Linked DNA regions of Mus musculus: regions 2, 3 and 4 are each linked to region 1. The links are chromatin contacts, called in public HiChIP or PLAC-seq maps. All regions are on one chromosome and are shown on one strand. Each heading gives the region's core, a stretch centred on a gene start, on an enhancer-like site or on the middle of the called end of the contact. The rest is flanking DNA. Distances are from core to core; before and after follow the strand shown.

Region 1 (2,856 bases), core at 110-2,609:
GTTGTTACTCATAACTGGAATTTTGCTGCTGTTATGAATTATAATGTAAATATCTGATATGCAGGATATCTGATGTGTGACCCTGTGAAAGGGTCATTTAACTCCAAAGAGGTTGAGAACCATTGTCCTATCAACTCTCAGAGTATGTCATACAGAAGCAAGAGTCAAATTAAGGAGCCATGTCTCGGGTGGCCAGGCTCTCCACTCCAAGTCCTGGGAGCTAACATGATAAATATCAGGCTGATGAGTAGAACGTCCCCGGTCTCTCCAGCATCTTTCCCATTTGCCACTACCCATCACAACCCCTCTTCTACATCTTCCTTGGGTCTCAGGGTCCATCTCACACAACTCAGTTTGGGGGGTGTTTAGGGAGCCATGAACAGAACTAGAACCTGGAGGGAGAGGGGCCTCTGACTTTCTCAATTAGAGATTAGAGCTTGAGCTGTCATTGGCAGGGAGTGATTTGGAAATGCGAGAAGAAAACTAAATAGGAATGAGCTAAAGAAGGAAAAGTTCCGGGGAAAAGGTAGACATCAACCCATCCACATGGTGAGACAGAGAAGGAGCAAACATTAACTCATCCATATGATGGGGAAGGGGGAGGACCAAACCTTAACCCATCCATGTGACGGAGAAGGGGAAGGACCAAACATCAGCTCTCCCATATGATAGGGATGGGAAAGGATAAAGCACTTAACCCATCCATATGGTGGAGACAAGAAGAACCAAAGACAAAACGTGTCAGGGTGGCTGGATGCCAAGAGGGGGCTGGGTGTCTGAACACTGGCTATTTCAAGAAGAGATCTGAATATCATATGAGGAGGAGAAACTAGCAGAGAGCCCACTGTGTCTCATCTTTGTGAGTGGTGTGCATGAAGACCATGGTGGCCTTTACTTCCTTTCAGTTACTTTTAGTGCTTCCTGGAATGTATTTTCATGTCAAAAGTGGGTCACAAGAAACCCCTGTGTGTACTCCAGTTATAGCAATTTAAAAAAAAATCAAAACCATGTGCATAGATAGTGTTTGCCGTAAGCAAGCATGTAAGGCTAATGGCATCAGGAAGTGGCTGTAACTGCACAGGGATGGCAGGCGAGAGAAGTGAAAGTTGTTAACAGCAGGCCATTACCTTAGCTTCCTGGGCCCCGGAAGGCTGCCTTCCTTCCCCCCCACCCCCAACACAGAGGTTTCCAGGCCTGGAAGGTACTCTCAGGACCCAAGCAGACTAGGAGGGTCTCCGTCTCACTCTAAGTGCCTTATCTCAGGGAAGTGACAGTGACAACAGCTTTGTTGGTTGCCGCACGCCACTACTGACTCATCTGATGCTTCCGGCCCTCTAAAACCCAACATGATTTTACCAGTGCTGTTGACCCAGCCACACCACATCCTGTCTGCATCTGGTGTGTGTGTTAGAGCAGTGCATGTGTAGAGGTCGCTGTCACCTTTCATCTCCAGGGGTAGCCATTTTGGCCCAGTGTTAATGTCAGGCCTTTGGTGATCCAATCTGCCACTTGTCATCCACCCTCGCCTGCCCACCTATCACTCAGAAGTAGGGCAGTTTAGTGTCAGGTGAGAATTGGGGGTTTCTACTTTTGAACCCACACCTTTTCATTGTCTACTAGCCTGGGCAAGCACTTACCCTCTCTCTGCTTTCATTCCATGGTCTGTGGATGAATGACACAGGCAGACTGTGCGGAGCTAAAGGAATGACTTTCACTAGACACCACAAGAGAGGCTCACACACATTCATCTCTCCTCCCCATCTGAAATCCATTCTAATCATTGAAAATGGTATTGACTAAAGAGCCCTTTGACATCCACTACAGACCCCATCCAGACTGGTGTAGTGAGACTCCTCTGATCATTTTGACTGTGGCCTTGTGACTAGCTCCTCATCCATTTAATATTAGATTCTAATTCTTCCAGAATCTAGCCCTGGTTCCTTATTTGGGGACCAGCTTATAAACATGAGAAATCACTCATTGGCCTTGACCTTTGTGTATAGAATTTATCATTACAATAAAAAGCAACAGACCAAACTTCAAGAGATTCCCTTGATTCCCAGTGGCCCAGGGGAAAGTCCAGCTGACCCCCCCCCCTTCAGATACCGCACCCCACCCATATGACCCCTAAGTAGCTACCCTTATGTCCTCAAGAGAGGCATGGACAGCTTGCCTACCCTCACCATGTCACAGCTAGTGGAATCAGTTTTGACTCTTTGGCCTGACTCCCCCCCCCCCCGCCCCAAGCAGAGAAGGGCAACAAAGCTTCATTCCAATGGACCAGAGCTCAAATTCCAGCTCTTTACCTATGAGTAAGGGCCTCAGGGGAGTCGCTAGGCTCTCTGACATCAGATCAGGTCGGGGGTAATGAGTCTAGCCTCCCTGGAAGCTCAGGACTTTGGAGGGGGTCCTCATAGAGCCTACCTTTTTCTTTGTCTCAGTTCCACCAAGACAGCAAGTGTTCCTTCTACCTTCTTTCCACACACACCCTACATGAGAAAAGATGAAAATCCAAGTCCCTGCAACCATCCAGGACTAAATCATCCATTTAAACACCACCTTAAGTTCCTTACTCCTAAAAACAAGAGGACCGAATCAGACATCAATAACGTCAGCTTCTCCCAAGCGAATGCTGGGTGCTGCTTGTCACTCAACGTGGATCAGTTCCAGGCTTGGTGAGCAAACTCTAGAAATGTGATCCTGTGAAAGGAATAGCCCCAGCACCGGGGCACATGAACCCCCAAAGTCCACTCAGCTTCATCCCCTGCTCTGAACCTGCTTTTGATCCAAGACAACGCAGACACTCCCTGCTTCAGCCTTCTCCTGAAATGAGTTGTTTATGAAAAATAGACCAAG
Region 2 (2,979 bases), core at 144-2,643, 660 kb before region 1:
AGCCATCCTGCTCTTCCAAAAGACCTGAGTTCTGTAGGTCACAACTTCCTGAAGCTCCAACTCTAGGGAGCTTCCTCTGGCCTCAACTCCGCCCTCCTCTGGCCTCCATGGGCACTTCACACAAGTGGAATACACACACACACACACACACACACACACACACACATAAATAAAACACTTTAAAAATGGCAAAGAAGATGTCAGCTTTACTCGTGTTTCTAAAGATGGTTAACCAGCGGTAAATATGTAGGGAACAGCTTTCGATACTGACACAAAGTCTAGGCAACTTACAGGAAGTATGACTTTAAATGACTTGTAAATCATCGCTGGTTCACAATTCCGAGGGTTCTAGTCACCTCCGGTGGAAGGCAGAGAGGAAGGAGGAAGAATGTATAAAAGGGCTGCTCGCATGGTGGCTGGGTCAGGAAGCAAAGAGAACTAGATGGGAACCAGTCCCTGGCTGGACCCAGCCCACTCCAAGGGACCCAGGCTAGCTAGCCATGCCAAGTCCTACCTCTTAAAAGCTACCCGACATCCCCAAATAGCGCTACCAACTGGGAGCACAAGCTCACACACGTGGGCCTGTGCAGAGGAGTCATTTTACATTTAGACCAAAATTGGAGTCAAAGTTTTCTAAAATGAGATTCAAATAAAACATTTAAAAAAAAGAATTAATTTTAAAAAACCACCCTAATATATGCACATATTGAAACATTACTCCTGATCTTATAAATCTGTATAATTATTATGAACCAATTAAAAACAAACACATTTACATAAGTAATTCTGTATTCAAAGGAAAAGACCCGGACTCCTGCGGTAATGATGTGTCAGTGCGGCCTTTCGGGTCACGTGACTCATCAGGACAGAGTGGGAGCTGAGTGACAGATGAAATGGCCGAGCAAACCCAAGGTCTGGACTGATCTACAAGGCACAGCCTTAGGAGGTGCACCATGCAGACAGAAGAACAAACTCCCAGCCGGGGCAGTTGCAGGGAGAACCCGCACATTTACGAACGATGAAGGACACTAGAGGATCCAAAGTAAACGACCAAGAAACCATCGAACCACCCAAACCTACAAAACGAGAGTCGGAGGGAGGGGGGATAGGAGGAGCCTAGACCGGAAGCCAATGGAATCATGGGTACTGTGGTCAGGCGTGAGCTGGAGAGCATTGTTCTAAGGAAGGCATCGGGAAGGGCTGAAGATGCTGAGGTGTGTGGTCAAAAGCTGTCGTCTTTAGATGGTTCCATAAAAGTGGATGTTTGCTGGGGTGTAGCGCAGTGTGAGAGGAATTGTCTCGAGTGAAGAAGGCCATGGGTCGGGTCACTCCCCAGCACCACAGACACCTATGTTTATGGAGTGGAATTAAGCCAGCATGGCAGCATTTGAAAATGGCCTACCAGGGTATGGGGAGGCCAGTGCAATCTTCCAGAGGGCCTCTGGGTAGGGGAAGGGGGTTCTCTACCAGGGGTCGTGAGTCAGTCCCTCTTTCCATGCTGTGCCGGCCTCAAGTCTGAGCTTTGCTTTTCCACAGGAATGCACAAGTGAGGCCCCAAGGGTCACAGCTGTCACAGCCTCTGATGCTGCTCATCGCGGCTTTGTCGCCTGACCGGAGGACCTCAAGAGCGCGCTCCTTACATGCACCTGTGCGTGGTTTTGACAGCTGTGGAAGGCGCATCTCCTTTCGACCCAACCTTTAACTTTTTGTTTCTGACCTTTTTGTTGTGCCTGTGGTGACAACATGTGTTGCTTAATGAGCCATTTTAAAGTGCACACAGCTCAGGGGCATGTAGTATGTTCACCGTGTGTGCAGCCACCAATTCTCTGGTTATACAACATTTTTTTTTTTTTAGAGACAAAAGACCCAACGTGAAGGACGTAAGGAGGATTTATTTTGACTCCTGGTTTTGGTGGTTTCAGATCACAGTTCTTATCTCTATTAATTCTGGACCATGGTAAGGCTGAACATCATTATGGCAGGAGTGTGTGGCAGAGGAGGCTCATCTAATGATGGGAAGGGGGAGGGGAGAGAGAGAGAGAGAGAGAGAGAGAGAGAGAGAGAGAGAGAGAGAGAGAGAGAGAGAGAGAATGCCCTGGACAAGATACCCCAGGTCCTACCTTCAGTGATGAATGTCCTACTGATTCTAACCCCTATAGTTTCCTTAGCCTCTTAAATAGCAACACCACGTAGGGTCAAGGTCAACGTGCAATACCAGAGCCTGTGGTTTCCTATTCAAATTCCAGGGCTTCCCCTCTGTGCAGCCTCTCTTTCCTTATCCAGTCCTCTCCAGGTTTCTCCTGGCGCCCTTGCTTCAAGCCTTTGGTTTCCCAGCAAGGACCTCAGACAGAGAGAAGCTGTATACAACAGGCTCACTTCTCTCACCAGCCGTCCATCTGGCATACCTAGACCCAGTGGCAGGCTGCAGGGATGTGTTCCGTTCTGGGAACTCAACCAGCAAGTTTACCTGACCTTCCAGGAGCAGATGTGGGTGCACCATCGTGTCACATGTCCCACAGATGATGTAGACACGATCCAAAGGAGTGGTTGATATAATAGTTCCTGAGAGTGTGTGTGAGAGAGAAGGGTGGGGAGGGGGATGAGGAAGGGGGAGGGGAAGGGGAGGGAGAGAAGAAGGAGGGAGAGAGGAGGGAGGGGAGGGGGAGGAAGGGGAGAGAGAGAGAGAGAGAGAGAGAGAGAGAGAGAGAGAGAGATCAACCCCTGTCTATTCCACCCTGAGGATCTTTGTGACTATAGTTTGTATTTATATGAACAGTGCCAGTGCTCAGTGCTATGCCCCTTTGCATTCAGTCCTCTGAGTGGCCCTAGGAGGTGGTGACTACCTTTGGGTCCACAACACTGAAAGGAGTTAGAGCATTACCCTGGTCAGCCCAGGTGCTCCAGGTTAGCCCAGGTGCCCCAGGGACAGTAGGCTGACTCTCGGTGGGGCTGGAGTTTAGAACTTCTGGTATCTGACCC
Region 3 (2,930 bases), core at 369-2,868, 750 kb before region 1:
TGACCATTCCCGTAATGTCGTGTTCAAGTGATGGAGTGTTCATGGCTCCCTTGACAGCCCTCTGGGCTCGCCCTGCCCTGCTCTGAGGCAGGCACCTCAGGAACACCTGCTGCCTCTGGAGAAAATAAATGGACTGGGAAGGAGGGCAAGGTGTGGGGGGGAGAAGGCACACACTCAGTTTTCAGTCTGTTTTCCTTCCTGGGGTAGGCTGGCTGGAGATCAGTGATCCAAATGATGAGACGCTGCGGCATAGATCACTGCGTGCAAGACACAAGTGAGCTACATACTCATTCCAGGCACAGTATCAAATCCTAAAGAATCAAAGATCTGTAATAAATGTGTGAGTGTGTGTGTGTCTGTGTATATACACAAATATATATGTATGTATATATACACCCACATATATAGATGTACATACATACACACAAACATATATGTACATGTACACACATATATATCTTGATGACATGTATATGAGACAATTTTAACTTGTCTAGCTTAAAAGACAATGTAGAAAATTATACACTTGAGTATCTATTTGCTTATTTTCTATTAGTCAATCTATTTATCTTCTATCATCTGTCTAATCTATCATCTATCTTTACTATCAATCTGTCTTGGGTTAAAGAAATCCCTTTGAACCTGATAGCAAACCCAAAGACACCCAAGAAGTTTGGCAGATTGAGTTACCTAAAAAATTTAAAAAGTCAAACAAAATTGGTGGTGGTGCACGCCTTTAACCCCAGCACTCAAGAGGCAGAGGCAGGAGGATCTCTGGATTTAAGATCAGCCTGGTCTACAGAATGAGTTCTAGGACAGCCATTGCTACACAGAGAAACCCTGTCTTGAAAAACAAAACAAAACAAATCAAAACAAAACAAAACAAAACAGGCATCAAACTGAAGCCAGCACAGGACAAGTGAGACGATTCTTGATGGCAACCCTGGTGGTTTGAGTTCAGTTCCTGGGACCTCCAAGATGGAAGGAGAGAGCTGACTCCTGTAAGTGGTCCTCTGACTTCCCCATATACCCAATGATATGCACACACTCCCATAATATAAATAAAGATGTAATCCAAAACCGTAACAACAGGATAGGAGAAATAATTTGCTGCTACAGTCTACTAGAAAAAAACAGATATACATTCCATAGAATCCATTCCTGTAAATCAACAGATCCAAGCAGAGGGGAGTCTGTGTGTTGAGCAACACACCCACTCACTCACCCTCCCAGGACGTGAACGAATGACTCATTATCATTACGGAGGAAAAATCATCTAAGAGACATACAGCCTTAGTAATATCTAAAGATATTTACATTTCGTAGCCAATTGTTGTCCTGATAATTGAGGTCGAAGTCTACCATTGTCCTGGTAGCCTTCTGGGCTTTGTGGCTTTGTGCAAAATGGAGGACTCTTTTTTTTTTTTTTTTTTTTTTTTTTTTTACTAGCAGGGCTTCCTCTTAGCTTTGATTATGATTACCGGTTCTCCCCATAAGAACCCATTCAGTTAGCACCTGAGATTCCCGGAATGCTTCCAGGTGCTAATGAGGCAGCTCAGCACCTTAAGCCTTCAGCCAATGACTTTTGCCCATCCTGGATACTCCTACCCCTGTCCCCAAGACTATGTAATGCTTGAATCACCTCATGGAATGCTGATCTGTTCCTGCAGCTGGTCTGGGTGCCATCATTACCGAACGTGCTCACAGAACTCAAGGTGTAGAAATTTGTATTTTAGCTCATGATTTCAGAGGTTCATCCCTAGCTCTTGACTGCAGGCACTTGGGCAGAACATCACAGTGGTGGGGACATGCAGTCAAGGTAGTAGCAACTCCCATCCCAGCAGACAGGAAGTGAGAGCAACCCAGGAAGCAGCCAAGGATGCTATGGCCTCAAGAACACCGCCACCCCACCCAGGACCTACTTCCTCCAGTTATAGACCTGTCTCCTAAGTTTCCGGATTCTCTCTGAAAGCAAGACATTCAAGTCGCAAGCCTATAAGGGAACATCCAAGCCACGAGTAAAGGTGTGGTTTTGAACACTTGTCCTATGCTAGATAGTGTTCTAAGCTGGCCTGGGTGTCTTCTCAATCACTTTCTTTTCTTCTTCTTCTTCTTCTTCTTCTTCTTCTTCTTCTTCTTCTTCTTCTTCTTCTTCTTCTTCTTCTTCTTCTTCTTCTTCTTCTTCTCCTCCTCCTCCTCCTCCTCCTCCTCCTCCTCCTCCTCCTCCTCCTCTTCCTCTTCATCCTCCTCCTTCTTCTTCTTTTTCTTCTTCTTCGTTCCATTTTTGTGTTTTTATCCGTTTCTTGAGAATTCCATACAGTGTATTTTGGTCACACTCAGTTCTCTCCCATGCCTCCTGAATCCACCGCCACCTTCCCTTCATGTAACTTTGTGGTCTTTAATCCCTTCCACTGGAATGTGGTCTTGAACCAGGGTCTGTTTTAGTGAACCCAGAGAGCACCAGTTTGGTCAAGCTAGCTGACCAGTGAGCTGGAATCTGCCCATCTCTGCACTACCCCCATCCCAATGCTGGAGTTACAGCTATGCACCACTGGTCTTTAGACAGGTTGTTTCAATGAACCTAGAGAGCATCAATTCAGTCAGACTAGCTGTGAACTCCAATCTGCCTGTTTCTGGGCCACCTTCACCCTGGTTCTGGGTTATAGACATGCACCATGAATCATTGTGCCTGATTTTTTTATATTGATGCTGAGGTCTCCAGGCCTTTGGTTTAGGTAATAAGCATTTTACTGACCAAGCCCCTCAGTCCCTTAGTGAAGTTGTTTGGTTTTTTTATTTTTTTAAACATGATTGACATATGCTGGGCTGTCACTGTAGAAAACACAGTGCCAGAGGCTGTGGAGTAGACTGGACATCTCCTTCCTTCTGAACAAAGGTGCCTCCTGCAATGTCCCTGCTGCACTTGGTTC
Region 4 (2,915 bases), core at 44-2,543, 540 kb before region 1:
GGGAGAGACGGTGGGAACAAACTTGTCCCGGATGCCTGAGCACCGTTCTAGCTATCTGAAACCAGCAGGTTCAGGACAACCCCAGGGAGAAGACATTCTTCTCCATTCATTTGGGAACTTGGTCTCCTGACCTAGAACTGAAAATACAGAAATAAAAGCAGGAGGGTCTCCAGGCCTAGTGACTTTATTTTATATTCTGTATCTGTATTGACTTAGTATCAGGGGAACTGGTTTTAAAGCTATTTCCTGTGTAATTAACTTCTCTAAGCCTAAGGTGACTACCCTGTCCCAGTTTGCCTAGACTTAAACCTGTGTGTGTGTGTGTGTGTGTGTGTGTGTGTGTGTGTGTGTGTGTGTGTGTGTGTAGGGTATGACATCCTTGGGTGTCATTTCTCAGATGCCATACACCTTGTTTTTTGAGTCAGGATCTTTTGCTGGCCTGGAATTAATCAAGTAGGCCAGGCAGGCTGCCCAGCAGGCTCAAGGGCTCTATCTGCTTGTCTGTGCAAGGACCGTAGATGGATGTGTGCTTATGGCCCACAGGAGATTGGACTAATGTTCTCATGCTCGCATAGCAAACACTTACTGACTAAGTTGGCTCCTCAGCCCCAAACCATCTTGTTGGGTTTGGGGTTTTTTGTGGGGAGCAGGGAGATGTTTTGGGCTTTGGTTTTGGCTTTTTACAGTGGTAAGACCTGTGTCCCCAGAGACTACTCAGTTCTGGGCAAATGGGTCCAGTTGGACACCCTTTAAAACTAATTCCCTCATGATGAAATGATAATAGTGGAGTTTCTGTGAAGTTTCTCTGAAAAATTGCTCACTCAAAACCTCCAGGATGCTGGCATATATACATACATGCACATATATGTACACATGTTCATATATAGGCACTCAACTGATGATTTCTTAAATTGAAAACTTAGTTTACTGTAGCAAGTTAGGAAGATGCAAGAGTGGAGGGGGGCTAAAAAATGGGCTTCCATAGTTTAAATGGGTAACGATTTTAAATGTTGACGAACATAAGGAGATCCCTCGCAGAGGGTCTCATGGCTCTCTCGTAGGAGTGCCCCATTAAGGTTCAGTTAAGTGCTCCAGGTGAGACTTCCTCTGACAGGAAAAGCGCTAATCCCATGCACTCTCACATCTGAAGAAGCAAAGTGGATGAAACTCCCCTGAGCAGAGCCACAGGAAATGCCTTAGAACCCTGAGTCTTAGTCTTATGGGTTAGCACCTGGCTACCCTGTGGCATTGGCTTTTGGCCAGGAGATAGGACAGGGAGGCACAGATGAGAGGCTCCCACGAGAGCCTGAGTCTGCAGTTCACCCCCTGTGACTGCAGACGCGTAGTCTTCACACGTCCGGTCTGGTCACCACATCTGTAAAATGAGGAAGAGAAAGCAGACAAGGTGTCTAACGGACAGACAGCAAGGAGGTCCAGAGCATGGGTCCACCACCCACGAGGCACCCATAGGGCAGTGGCTTTGGGGGCTGTCATTGTACCCTGTGCCTTGGCCCATGTCCTCATAAGTGATGATGGTGTGAACTAAGGCGCTTCTTGGTGCATGGGAAGTTCTCAGTAAGTACCACTCATTTTGTTGTCCGCCCCCTACTCTGGGCCTAACATGGAGGTCAACCGTGCCATCCTTCCCTCCCTACATCACCAAGGGTTAATGAATAATAAGCATTTATTAGGGTGTTTGGTTAGGTTCCTTTTCCCTCCTGAGCCTGCCCTATCACTCAGCTGGCTCATGTTGAACTTGAGGCAGACTTTAGAACCTCTTGATCTTTATGAGAGCTGTAGGCAAGCCAGGTCTCCCTCACACTGCCCTTGTGCAATTTCGTTTTGGAAACCGTGTTCGAGACATTAGATTTATTGATGCTGAGTTTCATCTGCTTGCTTTTGACCCAACATTCTCCACTGTCGAGATCATCCCAGACTCTAAATCTGTCAGCTCCTCCAGCTTGGAGTCATCTGCAAATTTGATGCACATGTTCCCCACATCTTCATCCAAGGTCTCAGCTTGAAACAACTATTTTTATAGATAAAAATAGACACTGAGATACAGGCCATTCTGCAGATCAGAGGGACCCACACTCAAGGCTGAGCAGCGGGGGAAACTCACCATGTGGAAGCAGGGGCTTACGACCCTAGATCAGATGTAAGACTTTTCCATACGTATGCCACTTACATGTGCCGGTATCTTCTCCCGAGGTTCCAGAATGTTTCCAGTGATGACAAGGAGAGTTCACTTCAAGGCCACCTGTGGTCACTTCCAACTTCTAAACCTGAGTCTACCAGGATGGGTTGAGTCTGTTGGCAACAAAGGCAGCCCCCAAAGCCAAGACCTGCCTTTCCCTATCCCACTGCTTCTCTAGCCAAAGATACCTGCTACTCATCCAAGAACTGCATCTTTATTGGCTCAGGGAGGTACAGGCCGTGGTGACTTAATACACTGCCTGCTTCTAGGGGGGTGGGGGGAGGGTCATGGAGTCTGAGCCACACTAAGACAGAGCTGCTCTCGGCCACCAGGAGCTGCCCATGGTTCTGAGCACAACCAGCCCAGGTCTTGAGGGCATCCTGTGTTACAGCGCAGGGTGGCCGGCAGGGCTTACTAACAAGAATGCAAGTCAGCATTATGGGAAAGGCCTTTGGCAAAGTACTAGGAAAAAGCTAGGAAAAAAAAATCTATGAGAAATTTCCTTAGAAAATGGTTTTAGAATAAATGCACAGGAACAAGTTCTATTTCTCCAGATAGTGGGACAACTCTCTAAGTAGTTTGGAGCTTCTCAAAGCCTCATGCCCACCTTCAGCCTCCATACAGTAGCAGACAGCTGATCAGATGTCCCCTAGCCCAGGACAGCCTTGTGGCTCTTGGAGGCATGACCTACTCTTTTGCTTTTGTTTTTCATGAATAA

What was found. HiChIP or PLAC-seq counts read pairs in DNA pulled down with a chosen protein or histone mark.
Region 2: a contact with region 1 is called in an H3K27ac HiChIP or PLAC-seq map of microglia, with 9 times the contacts expected there. The contact joins two enhancer-like sites. A contact is called at or near these places in 3 of 39 promoter capture datasets (the C10 cell line, hippocampal neurons and pre-B cells), 5 of 15 datasets of contacts at CTCF or cohesin (embryonic stem cells, large pre-B cells, pro-B cells and 1 more), 119 of 484 Hi-C or Micro-C datasets (the AML12 cell line, B cells, the Ba/F3 cell line and 70 more), 20 of 115 datasets of contacts at active chromatin or transcription factors (CD8 T cells, T-cell acute lymphoblastic leukemia, Th17 cells and 14 more) and 1 of 9 other capture datasets (liver).
Region 3: a FOXA1 HiChIP or PLAC-seq map of pancreatic cancer cells shows a contact between it and region 1. The contact joins two enhancer-like sites. A contact is called at or near these places in 1 of 15 datasets of contacts at CTCF or cohesin (embryonic stem cells), 2 of 484 Hi-C or Micro-C datasets (bone marrow-derived macrophages and nephron progenitors), 3 of 115 datasets of contacts at active chromatin or transcription factors (acute myeloid leukemia, embryonic basal ganglia and pancreatic cancer cells) and 1 of 9 other capture datasets (embryonic stem cells).
Region 4: a contact with region 1 is called in an H3K27ac HiChIP or PLAC-seq map of double positive thymocytes, with 5 times the contacts expected there. The contact joins two enhancer-like sites. A contact is called at or near these places in 2 of 15 datasets of contacts at CTCF or cohesin (large pre-B cells and pro-B cells), 9 of 484 Hi-C or Micro-C datasets (the N1E-115 cell line, adipose-derived mesenchymal stem cells, large pre-B cells and 2 more), 8 of 115 datasets of contacts at active chromatin or transcription factors (T-cell acute lymphoblastic leukemia, double positive thymocytes, fibro-adipogenic progenitors and 5 more) and 1 of 9 other capture datasets (embryonic stem cells).

What each region holds. Positions count from the first base shown.
Region 1 is chr9:61,706,737-61,709,592 of GRCm38.p6, forward strand. No RefSeq gene overlaps it. Among named protein-coding and RNA genes, the nearest start is that of Gm34770, 47 kb to the left of the region's middle. Within about 2 kb of position 1,360, at least 124 of the 459 cell types and tissues checked have an H3K27ac peak or open chromatin away from gene starts, as enhancers often do. A contact at or near this core is called in T-cell acute lymphoblastic leukemia, double positive thymocytes, microglia and 2 more, where this site is marked.
Region 2 is chr9:61,051,213-61,054,191 of GRCm38.p6, forward strand. Gm33699 (a long non-coding RNA gene) reads left to right here. Exons shown (of 6, transcript XR_003948174.1): 2 at 799-1,214; 3 at 1,537-1,957. Among named protein-coding and RNA genes, the nearest start is that of Gm46116, 4.2 kb to the right of the region's middle. Within about 2 kb of position 1,394, at least 10 of the 459 cell types and tissues checked have an H3K27ac peak or open chromatin away from gene starts, as enhancers often do.
Region 3 is chr9:60,958,528-60,961,457 of GRCm38.p6, forward strand. No RefSeq gene overlaps it. Among named protein-coding and RNA genes, the nearest start is that of Gm5122, 57 kb to the right of the region's middle. Within about 2 kb of position 1,619, at least 6 of the 459 cell types and tissues checked have an H3K27ac peak or open chromatin away from gene starts, as enhancers often do. A contact at or near this core is called in pancreatic cancer cells, where this site is marked.
Region 4 is chr9:61,167,803-61,170,717 of GRCm38.p6, forward strand. No RefSeq gene overlaps it. Among named protein-coding and RNA genes, the nearest start is that of I730028E13Rik, 31 kb to the left of the region's middle. Within about 2 kb of position 1,294, at least 49 of the 459 cell types and tissues checked have an H3K27ac peak or open chromatin away from gene starts, as enhancers often do. A contact at or near this core is called in T-cell acute lymphoblastic leukemia, double positive thymocytes, microglia and 1 more, where this site is marked.